Regions from separate parts of the Mus musculus genome. Here region 2 is linked to region 1. The links are chromatin contacts, called in public HiChIP or PLAC-seq maps. All regions are on one chromosome and are shown on one strand. The core of a region is the stretch at or near the end of the contact, and the rest is flanking DNA. Distances in the headings are between cores, read along the strand shown.

Region 1 (2,884 bases), core at 141-2,640:
ACTAGAGACCTGGAGGAGATCTAGAGATAGAAGGCGGGTGGGGGGTTGTAAAGGCTAGTGGTGGCAGAACTGTCCTGGTCTCCTGTCACAAACCCCAGTGTCCTTTCCATGGTCACGTGACTTCATCCTACATGTTGTTTCACCCGGTTAATGTTTAGGAATTTGGAAATCGCAATCTTACACTAACCAGGACTTTTGGTCCCAGGGTGGGGGGTGGGGGGAGGAGAGAGAGAGAGAGAGAGAGAGAGAGAGAGAATGCATCTCTATGATGTCCCCAGCTCCTCTAGCCTTCAGAGGACAGGGTACTTACCAGGTCACTCCTCCCGGTGTTAAAGAGGAAAAGCACGTTTTTTTTCTCAAGGACATGCAACCAAGTGAAGACGACATTCTCAGCTTGCAGCTGATTAGGCGACAGAGCAAACAACCCAAAGGGCTCTTCCTCTTAGAAGTCTCTGAATTCCTGTCCCGCAGCCACTGCAGGGGGAGGGGGTGGTGCTGCTGGTGAGGGTGGGGGTGGGGAAGGTGGGGGTGTAAACACACTACGATCAGAATTTAATGAGTCAAATACCATTGTTAAAAAAAAAAAAAAAAAAAAAAAAAGAAGCCATCATGGACAGAGGCTCCCCAATCAGAGGCTTCCCTCTGGGCTCTCTAAATCCATTTCTCAAACTGTTAGAAACATTGTTAAAATAAACCTGCCATCTTGTGAGCACGGGGAGGAAGGTTACTCTCCTTCTTCCACCATCTGCAGGACTAGCTTAGCTCCCGTCTTTCTTAGGATGCACACCCCCACTTCCACCCCCAGCCTGTTCCTTTATTACATATCAGAGTGGGGTTGATCCTAGTTTCTTTCTCTAACTTAGGAAGATTCAGTCCCAATGAGCGTCTGAAGTACATCAAGGAGACACTTTTGCGATGGATTCTTGGCACATTTTATTGCAATTTTACATTTCCTAATAATTTTGGACAGTGCGCTTGGCCCTTTTGTGTTTTCTGTAAGGAGTTCAGATTAGGTCAACTTAAATCACCATCTAAAAGAAGGGCGTTCAGTCTTGCGACTTGTGGAGGTCCGAGGCTGGAATTGGGGGCGGGGTCACGCTGTGATTAGGACTCAGTGTGTGGTGGGCTAAGAGGACAGCTAAGAGTCACATCAGGGCTTAGTCTCTGCTGGAAACAGGTCTCACCTGAGGCAGAGACTGGATTTGTTTGTGATGCATGCTGGGATTTGATCAGGGGTTGGGGTCAGGGAAGGATAGGGTTCTGTCCCAGGAAGGAAAATGCGGAAAGAGTGGTTAGGCATTCAGATGCACTGTGGTGTGTGTGTGTGTGTGTGTGTGTGTCTCGGGGGTGGGGTGTGCTTTCATAACAGAGGACTGAGCAGATGGGGACCATGGAACCAAGGGGTCACAGCAAAGTCAGTAAGCCCCACAGTGGCTGAAATGAAAGGGTCTGATGGTGTGGAGGGTTTGCAGCTGGGAAGCAAGGAGAACTTTCTTACGAGTGGACAGCTGCCTGACAGGATCCTTATAGCTAAATATGTGTATACCCTGTGACTCAGCACTTCCAGTCTGGTAAAGACCAAACAACTGCTATGCACCCCAACATGGGTAGGTTATGGCAACAGACAGTAGAGAGACACTGTGTGTCTCACTAGTATGTTACCCCAAAGAGGTGACCGTCCATCTCTGATGCTAGGAATCAGATAAGGGCTGCCTTCAAAGAGTAGCTAGGGCTGGAGAGGCGAGGGAAGAAGAACATCTCCAGAGAGATGGCACAGCTATATTTTGATCTGGGCGTCTGTTACACAAGTAGGACATACATAAAAATTCACCAGAGTGAGAGCTGGCAGTGGTGACTCACACCTATAATCTTAGCACTTGAAGGGCTGAGACAGGAGGATTGCTTTAAGTTTGAGGCCAGCCTGAGATGCATATGGGTTCCAGGCAAGTCTGGGCTGTACAGAGCGACACCTTGCCTCAAAACAACAACCAGGGATGCTGAGCTGCTTAGATGCCGAAGCTCACAACCTGAGTTCAGTCCCTGGGGCCCACATGGCAGAGAGATAACCAACTCCTGCAGGTTGTCCCCTGACCTCCATACAAGTGCTGAGGCACATGCTTGCGTGTAAACACACACACACACACACACCAAGCAAATAAATGTAAAAATAAAAACAATAATAACACAATTCATTGAGCCAAATTTAATTATTGTGCACTTTTGTTGTTGTTGTTTTTATATGTGTACACTGTCACTGTCTTCAGACACACCAGAAGAGGGCATCAGACCTCAGTACAGATGGTTGTGAGCCACCATGTGGTTGCTGGGAATTGAACTCAGGACCTTGGGAAGAGCAGTCAGTGCTCTTAACCGCTGAGCCATCTCTCCAGCCCATGCACTTTTTTTGAGAAAGGATTATGCTCTTTTTTTTTTAACAAGTAAATTATATTTTAAGGAAAAAAAAAAACAGCAGAGTATGGTAAAACTATACAGAATGTGTGCTAAATAGATACAGTGATAAAACATCATTAAAAGTCAATTTTTGACCTTTTTTTTTGTTTTGTTTTGTTTTGGTTTTTTTGGTTCAGTTAAAGATAGGTTGGTAAGTTCATTCCAGTCTTGTTGATCCTGAAGCTGGGTCTAGGGGGAGGCCCTCAACTTGAATGTAAGCACTCTGTGTTAGTAGCCAACCCAGTAGGAATAACTGGTATGCAATATCAGGCCGAAGGTGGGGTACAAATTATTCACTGGTAATTATAAACCACTGAAGCTTTTAATAATATTCTTTCAACTTATTTGAATTTATAATGCATGCACTTGGTTGAAAACAAATTAAACCTTATAAAAGGATACAGCGAGAAGTCCATTTTTTTTTCTGTCCTTC
Region 2 (2,884 bases), core at 280-2,779, 49 kb before region 1:
ATGATATCTCAGAACTCCTCTAGTTGGTGAAGAAATGGGGTATATGCAATAGAGACACTTTTCTGAAAAAAATAAGAAATTAGCTAGATATTGGGAAATTTGTGATTCTATTAGATAACTGTGGTACATGCCTTTATACCAGCACTCAGGAACAGAGGCAGGTAGGTGCATCTCTGTGAGTTAGAGGCCAGCTTGGACTATACAGTGAGTCCTCATAAAAGGCAAACTGAGGGTATTTTGCTACCAGTATGGTGTTATTTGAGCCATGCTATCACTTACTACAAAACACATTAACTTGCCTCTCGTGCTCATTGACACTGATCTGGTCATTTCAGATGAGAGTGCAGAATGGCTTACAACCTGGCCTTAGAATACAGTTGAGTGGCGGCACCCTTCTGCTCCTTTGCGGAGATTTCTGAGAGCAGCAATAGAGGCATTCATTCCCAAAAGCATTTAGGGACTAACCTGTCCATCTAGTTGGTTCATAATAGATAAAAGGGACAGAGCCACTGTTTCCACGAAGGTGTTTAAGAAGAAACAGAAGCCAAAACATGAACAAAAGTTGGGACTAAATTCTCTAGCCAACGTTTCAGACCCCTCTGAAACCCTCTCTTCCTCCTCCTCCATTAACCACAGAAATCTACCTAAGGTGAGACTAGAACACTCACTACCTCACCTTAGTGTGAGCTCCTGCCTTGGGATGAGAAGCAGGGAACTGCTCCCCTCCACACCCTTCTTGGCAGGAGCCACCTGGCTCCTCCATTTACTGCTATAGCCTCTGGGCGTCCTTACAATACGAGTCTCGGGCCACTTGCTTTAGAGGTGCAAGGTGAGGAAGGATTTGGGCTCTACAAAGGGGTTACACACATTTCTCTTTTAACTGGAATACCCCAGAAAACTGAGTTGAAAAGTGTAAGTGCCTCAAAGCCCATCTCTGAATCGCTTTTGCAGACAGTCAAAAGCACTGAAACAGAACTGGAAATTCCCATTATGGGAGCCTCCGGGGCGTCAAATGCTCTGTCAAACTTTATCAATTACCCGCTGAGCGGGGAATGGGGAGTGGGGAGCGCTCACGCCTGTATCTCCTGCGCTCAGGAAGGTAAGGCAGGAGGATCCAGAATTCAAGGACCACTTTGGCTACAAAGTGAGTTCGAGACCAGTGAGTTCAAGACGCAAGATACATCTCAGAACCCGAGACAAAAAAAAAAAAAAAAAAAAAAAAAAACTACCATCCACCATCTGTGAAAGCCAGGGTCGAAAAACCTAGACGTTCTCACAGAGAACAGTGCTGATGGGTGGAACCCCAGGGAAACTCCGTCTCCCGGCCACGCCCCACGAGGCCCAGAGTGCGGCCCGAGGACGGAAGAACTGACCTGAAGGGCAGCGGGCCCAGCAAGGACCGAACAGGACCGAACAGGACAGAAGGTGAAGCAGCCGGCTGCAGAGTCTAGCAAAGCCGGAACAAGTCGGTGGGAATTTCTGCAGGATTCAAGTTCCAGCAGCTTCCGCCCGCCAAAGGAATCAAACCTCGCGGGCCGGAAGAGGCGGGGCCCAAGGGAGCCCAGTCCCAGGGAGGTGGGGCGGGGCCGGGAGAAAACTGGGCGGAGCGATGGTGGGGCGGGGCGAGATAGGCTCAAACTTTTGATGGGATACTAAATGTGTAGGATGTCAAATGCTCAGGATCGGTGATGGTGAAGACTTTAAGATACTGACTTAAGCCTCAGTACATGGGAACGCCAGGGCCAAGAAGTGCGAGTGGGAGGGTAGGGGAGTTGTGGGGGGGGGAGGGTATGGGGACTTTTGGGATAGCATTGGAAATGTAAATGAAGAAAATACCTAATTTAAAAAAAAAAAAAAGATACTGACTGAAGACTTAAGGCCTTGCCTCCTTCTTTCTTTTTTTTTAAGAATATTTTTATTTTTTTAAAAATACCATTATTCTTCGACACTTTCATACACGTATACAATGTATGTTGATCATATCCACTTTATTCTCCCTTCTTGCTCCCCACACCACCCAAAACCCTCTCTCATCTTCACTTCCTTTTTTTTTTTTAATAGTTTGCCTTTACTAACTGCAGTGTGCATATCTCATAGGGACAAGGAAATTTTTTCCAGAAGACATTGACTTGCTAAGTTTTCATATTTTAATCCCAGCACTTTGGAGGCAGAGGCAGGCAGATTTCTGAGTTCGAGGCCAGCCTAGTCTACAGAGTGAGTTCCAGGACAGCCAGGACTACACAGAGAAACCCTGTCTCGAAAAACAAAAACAAAACAAAAAAAAAAAGTTTTCATATAATTAAGTTTTTTATGTTCTTAATTTTTCATTACATTCATTTATTCGAGTGCGTGCTTGTGGGAAGGGGGGCACGTGTCACTTCACACCTGTGGCAGTTAGAGGACAACTTTCAAGAGTTGGTTCTCTCTTGCCACCTAATGGGTCTAACTAATCAAGTCAAGCTGTCAACTTGGTACCAATTGCCATTACCCATTGACCCCTCTTTCCCCTGATCTTTTTCCCCCTTCTGGTTCATGGGAGGGCTCTCCCTGGCCTTGGCTATTCTAAGCAAGAGCTCTAACATTGTGCCACTTTTCCCTGTGCATCTCATAATTCTTACTAAAATCTGTTGCTATAAGTTATAAAACCTTAGGAACTAAATTAACTACCCATCAAGATGCTAGCAATGTGGCTCATGGGTAAAGATACTTGCCACCAGCCCTGAAAACCTAAATTCAATCCCCAGAAATCTGACTTCCTCATTTACCCCTCCCTGCAAACAAATACAGAAATGATTTTTGGAAAAAAAGAAAAAGAAAAAAGAAAGAAAGAAAAATTCAATGCGCCATAAACACCCAGTATGCCAATAGAAGTATTTTTCATCAT

What was found. HiChIP or PLAC-seq counts read pairs in DNA pulled down with a chosen protein or histone mark.
Region 2: an H3K27ac HiChIP or PLAC-seq map of epiblast stem cells shows a contact between it and region 1, with 2.8 times the contacts expected there. The contact joins the promoter of Melk here to the enhancer-like site in region 1. A contact is called at or near these places in 2 of 39 promoter capture datasets (the 3T3-L1 cell line and macrophages), 1 of 15 datasets of contacts at CTCF or cohesin (CD8 T cells), 21 of 484 Hi-C or Micro-C datasets (8-cell embryo, the C2C12 cell line, CD4 T cells and 14 more), 8 of 115 datasets of contacts at active chromatin or transcription factors (CD8 T cells, bone marrow-derived macrophages, differentiating embryonic stem cells and 3 more) and 3 of 9 other capture datasets (adipose tissue, liver and pancreatic islet).

Annotation. Positions count from the first base shown.
Region 1 is chr4:44,250,682-44,253,565 of GRCm38.p6, reverse strand. No RefSeq gene overlaps it. Among named protein-coding and RNA genes, the nearest start is that of Rnf38, 18 kb to the right of the region's middle. Within about 2 kb of position 1,390, at least 24 of the 459 cell types and tissues checked have an H3K27ac peak or open chromatin away from gene starts, as enhancers often do. A contact at or near this core is called in differentiating embryonic stem cells, embryonic stem cells and epiblast stem cells, where this site is marked.
Region 2 is chr4:44,299,562-44,302,445 of GRCm38.p6, reverse strand. Melk (maternal embryonic leucine zipper kinase) reads right to left here and starts at 1,529. Exons shown (of 18, transcript NM_010790.2): 1 at 1,374-1,529.